Regions from separate parts of the Rattus norvegicus genome. Here region 2 is linked to region 1. Evidence: chromatin contacts called from public Hi-C data. All regions are on one chromosome and are shown on one strand. The core of a region is the stretch at or near the end of the contact, and the rest is flanking DNA. Distances in the headings are between cores, read along the strand shown.

Evidence for each region. Hi-C and Micro-C count contacts between places; a contact is called where the count stands out from the background.
Region 2: a contact with region 1 is called in a Hi-C map of liver, with 1.8 times the contacts expected there. The contact joins the promoter of Tbc1d2b here to the promoter of Morf4l1 in region 1. A contact is called at or near these places in 2 of 12 Hi-C or Micro-C datasets (liver and psoas muscle).

Annotation. Positions count from the first base shown.
Region 1 is chr8:99,541,968-99,547,232 of GRCr8, forward strand. Morf4l1 (mortality factor 4 like 1) reads right to left here and starts at 2,364. Exons shown (of 12, transcript NM_001011999.2): 1 at 2,185-2,364. The coding sequence starts at 2,224.
Region 2 is chr8:99,692,391-99,697,645 of GRCr8, forward strand. Tbc1d2b (TBC1 domain family, member 2B) reads right to left here and starts at 2,247. Exons shown (of 13, transcript NM_001413794.1): 1 at 1,823-2,247. The coding sequence starts at 2,182.

The sequences.
Region 1 (5,265 bases), core at 1,114-3,613:
ATGGTAAAGCAGAGATTTACCAGGCTTTCACAACCTAGCCTTTGTTCCTACTCTTCTCCAACTACACCAACACCATCCTTCTGGTTTGCCTTTATCCACCTCACTTTGGCACTGTCTCCTTCAGAAAGAAAGCATTTCTTTCAAAACAACCATTCTTGATTTCTAGTTTCTAACATTAAGCAAGGATTACGCTTTTGTGTTTGTTCTGACAACCTGGAGAAGCCTATGAGCCTCTTGGCATGCTTTGATACCTAAAACATGGCATTACTAAGGAAAACAACTTAGTAGAGTTAGCAAAACTACAGGGTACACCATCTTTCTACAAGTGAGGGCCAACCAGTTTAATGTCTGCCACAGTACTAACTCTTCACTTTTTTAGACAGTTTCTCACTTTAACTCACACATTAGTAGGCTGCCGGCCAATGAGCTACAGAGGTCTCCATCTACCTGCTGCTGCAGTTCTCCACCCCTCCAACCCCTGCTGGGTATAGAGCAACACCACACACACACATACACACACACACACCTCCATACGCAAAGGAGTTTCTGTATAGTTCTGGATGTCCTACGTAGCTCTAAGTATCAAGGATGGCCTCAGACCCAGAGTTCCACCCTCCCTTGCCTCCTGAATGCTTTGAATTAACGTGCACACCAACACAACCGGAAGTAAACAAGCTTTTAAAACTGCTTGCTAGGGTTCCAAGCTCGGGTCCTCATGCTTGCCTTAGGAAGTACTTGGTCTCTCCAGCCCCTCAAAACTATTTTAAGTGTCATTATAATTATATAATATTGAGCGAACGTACAGGATACGGCAAACAAGACTTAGCTGCTATACTCTAAAGACTAAGACAAGGAAGATCAATACAGTAGCTGGGGCTACATACCAAGACTTGTCTCAAAAAAACAAAAAACAAAAAGCTTTCTCCAAAACACCTAGAAAAACAATGAATGGTCTCAAAGTGGGAGAAAAATATTAAGAGGCCGCACTAAAATACCCCTGCAATACTCTCTTATGTACATCGATTAGTTAAAACGTTTCTATTTGGTGGCACTTGAAACTTGTTATGCAAGCTGGACCCAGCATGTATAACAAGCACATACAGACATTGCTAGCAGTAAAAAGTTTAAAGTGTTCCTCTTTATGCTTATAGTTTTATTCCCTTTAGTATGCCAAATAAACCACCTGGACAGAATGAGTTGTGAGAACTGAGTAACTGCTTTCCACTGTTAGTACCGTAGTTCAGCAACACTGTTCTAATCAAAGTCAATAAGCGTTAGCTTTCAAATCGCCATTAATCGAGTACTATTACAACCAGTCAAGCAACTACTGTATTTAAAAATGACAACGTGGCCAAGGACCTCTAAACGGAAACGCCCTAAGGAGGAACTGAAAATTGTTTTCACGAACAACGGCTTCGGAGAGCACTCCAAAACCAGCAAAACGATGCCCTCAGGCAACAGCGAGCCTAGGAACTCGCTCGGGCGGCTCAAGTTTATTATTTTTTTTTCTGTCCCCACCCATCACTCAAGAGGCAAGAGGAGGCAATGAGCGTGATCTCCATGCCAGGGGGCGCTCCATCTGGCCCGAAGCTGCGCGTAGCTGCGAGACGCCGGCAGCCATGATGGCGCGGCCATGTTGCCGCGGCCATTTTATAACGCAGTTCTCCCGCCGCGGGGCGCACAGCCCACCCCCCGTGTCCTCCTACAGTAGAACTCCACAGAACGCTGAGATAGCCCCAGTGTCCAACAGCCTCGAACCTTCAGCCCACAGTCACCCGCGCGGCCGATGGCCGAGAGTTAAGCGCGGGGATGGGCTGTCGCTGCTCCCCTCCCCCACGCCACATCACTTCCTAACCGTCGCCATCGCTCGCCCTCCGGGCACCTCCCTACAATAGACTTTCTCTGCTCGCAGAAAAACAAACAAGCGACGAGGCTTTGCCATACGCACGGGGATCCTTCGGCTTTGCCTGTGCCGGAGGCTCGCTTTCGCGCCACGAAGCACTGTCGCCAAATGACGCACTGAAGTTACCCACCGCAATGCGCCTCCCCCCCCCCTACAAAGCCAGGCCCGCAGTTTCCCCAGGCCTCGAGCCACGCCGACCCCGACCCCCAAACCTCAACAGCTCCAAGTCAGCCTCCCTCCCCTGCACCGTTAGGTCCCTTTTCCCAAAGCTGCACACTCACCCTCCTGGAATTTAGGCTTCGGGTCCTGCTTGGGCGCCATTTATAAGTGATTCGCCGCCTCCTCCTTCTCCCACCACCCCCGACTACCGCCCCCTACTCTCTACCCCACCCAATTTAGCGTCAGACGCGCCGTCGGGAACAGCCAGCTCTACATCCTGGGCGCGATTTGCCAGCGCCGTCTGACCTCACAGCACAGCGACCGGCGCAGCCGCCTCCTCAGCCAACGGCTACCCGCCGCGCACACAAGCCTGCGCCCGTGCCGCCCCCGAGGCACGCCGGGATTGGTAGTTCAGCCTCCACTGACGCGAGCAATGGGGGAGGGGAGCGGGAGATACCCCCCCCCCGCCCCGCGCCCGCAATCCCCCAACCCCAGTCCCCTGAGTATCCAGACCTCAGAGGCTTGTTACAACCCAGATTTGATTTTCTGTTGGTGACAAGGAGAAAGAAATAAGTAAATCACTAGCTAGCGGTGAACGGATAGAAAAGGCTCATGGGGCAGATGCTTAGTTATGAAATGAGGCCCCAGAGATGTGGTGGGGTGTTGAAGTGGCCTGAGGACAGGACTGTCTCTGCAGCCTGAGTTCCAAGGCATCACCAGGACTTGGCCTAGGAGAGCTTTGAAATCCAGAAAGGAAGCTAGAGGCGAGTGGGAAGGTGGTCTGCTCAAGAAGAAGCTTCAGCGTTTGGAAAGCCAAGCCCTGATTGGGGGAGTTGGGATGGGTAGGGGGGTCGGTTCTCAGGACCATTTGTAGATTGCAGCTTCTGATTTCTGAAGTACTCGGTCTCACTGAAGGAGGCAAACCCGGATTGCTGCCAAAGTCAAGGTTCCGTATTTAACCTCTCTGCAATCTTATTTCTTTGAGGTAGTATTAGATGCATACTCAATCTGAAAAAGCAAAACAAATAAAAACAAAAAACCTTTTTTTCACACCGTTCCTATGTTCAAAAACTCCTTAGTGTACTCTGCTGTAAAAATAGCGTACCCCTATACCCACAGAATTACATAAAGTGCACGCAGAGGCTTAGAGCTGTTAACTAGGAGATAAGTCTGAAAATAGTTGTCCTGATACTTGAAGTCCCTCCACAGTTTACAGCTACCTAACTATCCTAGGCAAACCTTTCTGCCCAAGCCTTTTCTCTTTTAGACAGAGTCTTACTATATCTATATATCTGTATCTACATCTACATCTATCTATATCTATCTCTATATCCATATCTATATATCTATCTATATATCTCCCTGGCTTGCCTGGACCTGGCCATGTAGACTGGGCTGACCATGAACTCACAGACTCTATCTCCTGAGACTAATTTTTCATTATTTTTTCCAAGACCGAGTTTCTCTGTGTAGCCCTAGCTGTCCTGGAACTAGCTGTGTAGACCAGGCTCAAAACTCAAAACATTTACCTGCCTCTGCCTCCCAAGTGCTGGGATTAGAGGTATGTACCACCAAACCTGGCTTCTGGTATATTTTAAACTACTTTGTGAAAAGCTTCCTCTGGTTACATTTCAACCAGCAAATTGAGAATGCCTGTTTTTTCACATCCTTACCACACATGTTATTTCCACTCTAATTTTAAATCAACAGAAGGATGTGCAGAAGAAGCAAGGTATAAAAGCGAACATTTTCAACATTGATTCGAAATCAGAACAACATTTAACTGGATATTCAGGGTGGGTAGAGGGAGATAATTATGAAAGAGGAGCTTTTCCAAGAGTGGTTTTCACATCTACATGACGCCCCAGAGTGATAGCTAATGTTTCCTTTGCTGTTCATTGTTGAACCAATAAGGTCTTGTGAACCCTAAAAAGAAAGAAAGGCACTAAGGAAGCTTGTTTTTGTTTTTTAATATTTTATGATTATGTGTATTTTTAGCATGTCCAAATGTACATATATGAGTAATGAATTTTATCATACCTACACTACACCTTAATAGTAATTTTTTTAAAGATTTATTTACTTAATGTATATGAGCACACTGTCACTGTCTTCAGACCCATCAGAACGGGTACCAGATTCCATTACAGACAGTTGTGAGCCACCATGTGGTTGCTGGGAATTGAACTCAGGATGTCTGGAAGAGCAGCCAGTGCTCTTAACCCCTGAGCCATCTCTCCAGCCCCCAGTAATTTTTAAATTTATTTCCTATGTGTGGTGTCCCTGTTGGAGGTCAGAAGACAACTTGCGAAAGTCAGTTCTCTCCTCCTGTCTGTGCTCTGGGTATAGAACTCAGGTCATTAACCTTAGCAGCTGGTTTCTTTACCCACTGAACCAGTCAGCTCAGCAAAAATATGTTAATGGTCATTTTAAAAGATTTTATTATGAGGACTGAAGAGATGGCTAATCAATTAAGAGCACTGGTTGAGGTCCTGGATTCAATTCCGGTCACTCACATGGCAGCTCACGTTAACTCCAGTTCCAGCTGTGCATGCCCCTCCCTCTTTTTAAAAATATTCTGTGCCCATGATGTGTGTCCTGGCACAAGTGCCCTAGCCCATGTGTGAGTCAGAGGGCAGCTATGTGGAGTTAGTTCTCTCCTCTCACCTTCTGTGAATCCTGCACTGGAACGCAAGTCTCCAGGACTGCAAGACAACAGTCTTTATTTGTTGTACCATTTTAAAATTAGATCAGAAGAGTTTAATCTAGAAGCTCATGAGTGCAATTGCTTTCTACCATTTTAAAATTAGATCAGAAGTGCTTAATCTAGAAACCCATGAGCTCAATCGTTTTCCCCCATGCTCAAGCTAACATGTAGTGTTTCCTTTCTTTATAATGAAGATAATAGGGCTGGAGAGATGAGCCAGCAGTTAAAAGAGCTACTTGCTCTGGTAGAGGACCTGGGTTCAATCCCCAGAACCCACAAGGCAGCTCACAACTGCCTTTAGCTTCAGTATCAGAGGATCTAATGTCTTCTGGTCTCCATGGTACCAGGAACACACTTGGTACACAAACACACATGAGGGCAAAACACTCAGACACAAAATTATAAACAAACAAACAAAGATAGGACCGGTGAGATGGTCCAGAGCGTAAAGTCTTGCCTGCAAGGCTAAGGACCTGAGTTCTAGTCTCAGGTACCA
Region 2 (5,255 bases), core at 997-3,496, 150 kb after region 1:
ATGCAGTTCAGTTTCCTGTTTACTACCCATACCATTCCGCTATAGGACTGCAATGACTGTTGTAGTAGTACCCAATTCATATTTAATTCAACAGACTATACAATATATTTGGCCAAAGACAGTGCCTGATGTTTTAAATGTCTGCCAGGTAGTGCTTACAATGTACCAGCCATTTTCCATAATGTTTTCTAGAGCCCTGGCAGCCATCCAAGAATGTTTTCTATTCTCACTGCCATTCAAGGAGGAAGGTAAAGTTCACATTAGACCAAAGCAGGAACTAGACAGAGAAGTGATAAAATGTGTCCAATACACATGATCCATGACTCAGGCTGCAAGTTCAAATCCATCCAAGTCCAAAGCCACACTCATTAAACACTGTAACTCCTCTTAGGCAGATACTGCCATTGTTTAGATGTTTTAAAAATGAAAGAACTGGTAGGGAGAGAGTTCTAAAGTTATCTGAGAAAATCTGAAACAGGAAGCTCAGTTTTCTTTTTTAACAAGCAATTCCACCGGAAATTCACCACTGTTCACATGTACACAGAGGACAAGCATCTGCTTCTGACAAAACTCCCTGTGGACACTCTGGGAGCCAGTCCCAAGTTTACACAGACACTGAGTTACCTCAAGTTGAACTGCAGGCCTGCTTAGCTTCCTTTAAAGAAACATTTTATGCATCTGCTCAGAGAGCAGGCGGAGAGAGGGGCCCAAACCACCATGTCTCCCCGTCTCCCCCTCCCCGACCCCATTCAGACTCTGCTGAGTAAGACAAAGCTCCAAGAAATGGCTTGAGGGAATGGCCCCAGCTGCTGCACATTGTGCAGATCTCAGGAACAGTTGCATGCTCACAAGGCCACGCTGCTCTCTACTTGGCTAGCTCTGAGAGGGCTGATACTTCAAGCCCAGCCCTGGAGAAAGCCCAGCTTGCAATACGGAAGAGAAGCCAGAAAAAGAGAGGGTGGAGACTCAGGGAACCAAGCAGGGAGCAAGGCCTAGAGTGAGAGGCAGCCCAGCTCTAGGCCAGGGCCCAGACCCTTGGGTGCTCCAAACACAATAATTCCTAGGAGATGTCAAGGTCCAGGCCTTTAGAACTCCCAGCAACCGGGAAATGCTGTCTCAGGGCTGGTGACAACTGCCAAGTCTCTAAGACTCAGTCTCTCTGGGGAAACCTAAGGAAGCCTCCCATAAGCTGAAGCAACCCCTCCCATCTTTCCCAAGAAGCAAGAAAACAGCCAGAATGGGTACTGCTGGAGCATCCCTGACCTCTCTAGAGGGGAGCCGTGGTAAATTGTTTCCAGGGGCCCTGCTATCACTTGCCTCTGGGTATAGCACTAAACGGGCCACATTTACTGAACACTTTAGAGTGTTAACCACTTAATCCCAACACCCTTATATTATTGTTGTTCCCACTTCACAGTGCGGGTAGCTGAAGCACAGAGGGGTCAGTCAAAGGGCATATCCAAGGTCACAGAAGGAGTTAAAAAGTCAGGGATGGAGGGTGGAAGCCTGCTACTGTGGGAGGGACTCGCAGAGCATCTAAGAGATGGTGAGCATGGACGCGAGAGCGATCCAAGGAAAGGTGCACTGGGAGGCAATGGGTCAAAGTGTCAAAGATTAGCCTAGTAACTCCCAAACCTGCCTGAGCCTCATAGTCCAAGCACAGGTAAAGGGCAAAAGATAAGAATGAGGAAGGAATCAGAGTTGGCAGTGGCGAAGAGAGGCTTGGGCAGGATAAGAGGAGGCCTTTGGGGCAAGGAAGGAAGGTAGAGGGGGAAAATCTGCAGGCGGGATACAAGTGGGCACCGGGGCGCGATCGCCCTACCTTGAGCACCGTGACCACACCGGCGCTGTGCACCTGGAAGTGCGTGGGCGGATCGGCTCCTGGCTCCGCAGCCTCATCGCGGCCCTGGTAGCTGAAGCAGGCGTCGGCGATGTCTAGGTGGCCGAGCGGTAGAGCGTCCTGCGGGCTCTTGAAGTAGTAGAGGTAGCAGCGGCGCGAGTCAAACACGAACCAGCGGCTGCGGTAGCCGCGCAGCGGGCCCTTACCCGAGAGCTTCTGCAAGTAGCCGCACAGCCGCGAGGGCTCCCGTCCCGCCACCGCTCCAGCCTCCGAGCCTGTTCCCGGCACCACTCCCTCTCCACCACTGCAGCTCTCCTCCGCGCCAGCCCCGGCCCCTGGCATGGCCCGCCGCCGGCGCCCGCGCCCGCGTTCGCGCCCCGCGCCTCCGGGCCGCCGCCGCAGCGCCCACCTCCCCGCGCCGCGCCCTCCGCAGGGCCGTATCGCGCTGAGCAGCCTGGGACTTGTAGTCCCGCCCCCGCCGCGCCCCCACAGCGTGGGAAGCCTGGATTTTTTAATGATCCAGGCTTGCTCCAACTGGCCTCTACTAATTTTTTTTGGGGGGGTGGAGTGGGATGGGGGGTATGGGGGGCGTTCAAGCTCCGCCCTAGCCCGGGAAGCTACGTTCTGTTTCTTTATGTGAGCGTGGATTCCACGAAAGGGTTTCTCAAAAACTATGGAAAGTCTACTTAACACTGCCCTGAACTCCGAATAAGCTTTGATTTTAAAAATCTATGTCCAGCCGGTCATAGGCTGATACTACGAAAATGAGAGCGCCAGTTGCCTGGTACAGAACGGGTGGGTGTTCGGTAAATATTTGTTGAGTTTGTGGATGGAAGCCAAAGTATTTACTGCCTCTCTGCATCCTGGTTTGTTCATTGAATGAAAACAAATATTTATGGAAGGCGTTCTGTGTAGGATTCAATCACTGGATACTTGGCAGTGACTTTCTGGCCTCATGGAGAATATACTCGAATAAAGAGGAACAATAATGCACACATTTTAAAAGGCAAAGAAACAAAACAGTTGTTTGCTGCACAGATGCTCTTATTACCGGCAAAGAAGGATTTGCTGCTTAAAATATTACCACTGTACTGATAGTATTTTGTCATCTTGACCCAAGCTACAGTCCTTTGGAAAGAAGGAATTTTAATTGGAAAAAAATGCCTCCATAGGATTGGCCTGTAGGCAAGTCTACTGGACATTTTCTTGATTGATGATTGGTGTGGGAGGGTCAGGCCCACTGTGGGCGGTGCCACCCCTGGGCAGTTGGTGCTGGATGAAGAAAGAAAACAGGCTTGGGCAACTGAAGGGAAAGTCATGAAAGACAAACAGTGAGGAGCTCGTTCTCCATGGTTCCTGCTTCCAGGTTCCTGACTCGAGTTTCTGCCCTGACTTCCCTCAGAGATGTACTATAATTTGTGAAGTGAAAAAACAAACAAACAAACAAATCCCAACAACAACAAAACCTTTTCTTCCTAAAATGCTTTTGGTCATGGTTCTGTATCACAGCAATAGAGCCCTAACTAAGATATCACTTACCAGTGATTACCTGAGGGTGTTGGGAGTGTAGGATTGAGACGATTTCTGTGTAGCCTCGGCTGGTAATGAGCCTTGGCTATCTTCCTGTCTCCACCTCCAAAGTGCTAGGATTACAGGAATGTGCTAGCCCCACCCAGCTTCCCGGTATTTCCTGTATTAATTTATTGGAATCCCCAGAACAACAACCTCACAAGATGTTTTTCAGTGCTTTAAAAAAACAAACAGAACAAAGTATGAGGATGGAGTTTGCCAAGGAAGATGGATCCCTACACGATGGGAGGGGGGAGGTAACTAGAGACTGATGAGGGGGACAGCAGTCCAGGCTGAAGGCACAATGAGTATGAAGCTCACCTTTCCCATAGAGAGATAGACATTCTAGTTATGTTTGTGAGGACATATCAAAAACACCACTAGAAGAAGTGCCTGATCCCATAGATCGGGAGTTACAGATAGTCGCGTGTTAACGTGGGTGCTGAAAACCAAACCCAAAGCCATTTCAAGAGGGACTAGTGCTTCTAACTGCAAAGCCATCTATCTCTCCAGCCCTTTGCACCCCTCTTGCATATTTTAAATGCACAGGTGCCCGCCACACACACACACACACACACACACACACACACACACACACACTGGAAAAAGACAAGGTCACCAAAGTAGACTGCCCAGTTGGATCTTAGGTCAGGCTATTTAACCTCCCTTTGCTGTAGTCCTTTATTTACTGCCATTGTTATTATGACTGCATTTGGATGGGGCCCTTAGTGTTGCTTCTTCCCTGGTAAGCAGATTCTGAGAGGGGAATCTATCGGTCCTACTGGTCTACATGCATGTTAGGCTAAAGACCTCCGTGCTTCGTGCCAGCTGAGTTGCCCCAGGGAGTGAGGGGAACTAAGTTCAAATTTGAGCCTCCCTCGGTGGATACAAGGCCTATGACTAATTGGCTTGTGGAGAAGGCTGTCAAGATGGGGTGTGACTTTGAAATACTATGGAAAGGGGAAGAGCTGGGTGACTGAGATGTGAGGGGCAGGATACAGCCCATCGCAGCTCAGTCAGCGAGTGGTTTGTGAGAAGGTGGGGCTACCACTGAATTACGGTCCTAGAGGACAGATTCAAGCTTTGTAGATGGTACTTGGAGTTAGATTTCCAGCAAATATAGAGATAACATCCTTCTTGGGCAGACAGATGGGGAACCTGGGGGGCTGTCTGGGCTGGCAGGCTGGAGCTGGTAGACATTGCTGGGCAAGGGATTCTGAGCTGGTCCTAGCCTCACTCTGCTGCACCTGAATTCCCTGCACATTCACATTCACATTGGTTGTCCCTGGGACACCACTTCAGTGCTGCAGGACCCTGCCTTCTTCCTTTTGGAGACTACATCCTATATCATATTAAACACCCTGGAATGCTCTCATGTCGCAGAGAAAATATCAACACAATTTGACTATAATAAATGTTCAAAGATTAGACTGGAGAGATGGCTTAGTGCAATGGTTCTCAACATTCAGGACCCATATGAAAAGGCCATCTGACCTCCAAAGGGGTCATGGCCCACAGGTTGAGATCCAATGGCTTAATGGTTAAAAGCATTTGCTGCTTTTACAGGAGTCCCAGATGTGATTCCCCGCACCTACATGGCTCACAACCAGCTGTAATTCCAATTCCAGGGGATCTGATCCTCCTCGGTGAGCACTGCAAGCGTTCACATACTTTCATCGAGGAGAACACTCATACACACCAATATGAAATTAAAAGGTTCTATGATACATCCATAAATTTTTGATATTACATAATGACGAATTGCTCATTTTAATGTCCCTTTTGGTTTTTAAAGCAGAGCTTTGCTTATGTTATTTCATGTGTGTGAGGGTTCTGCCTGCATGCA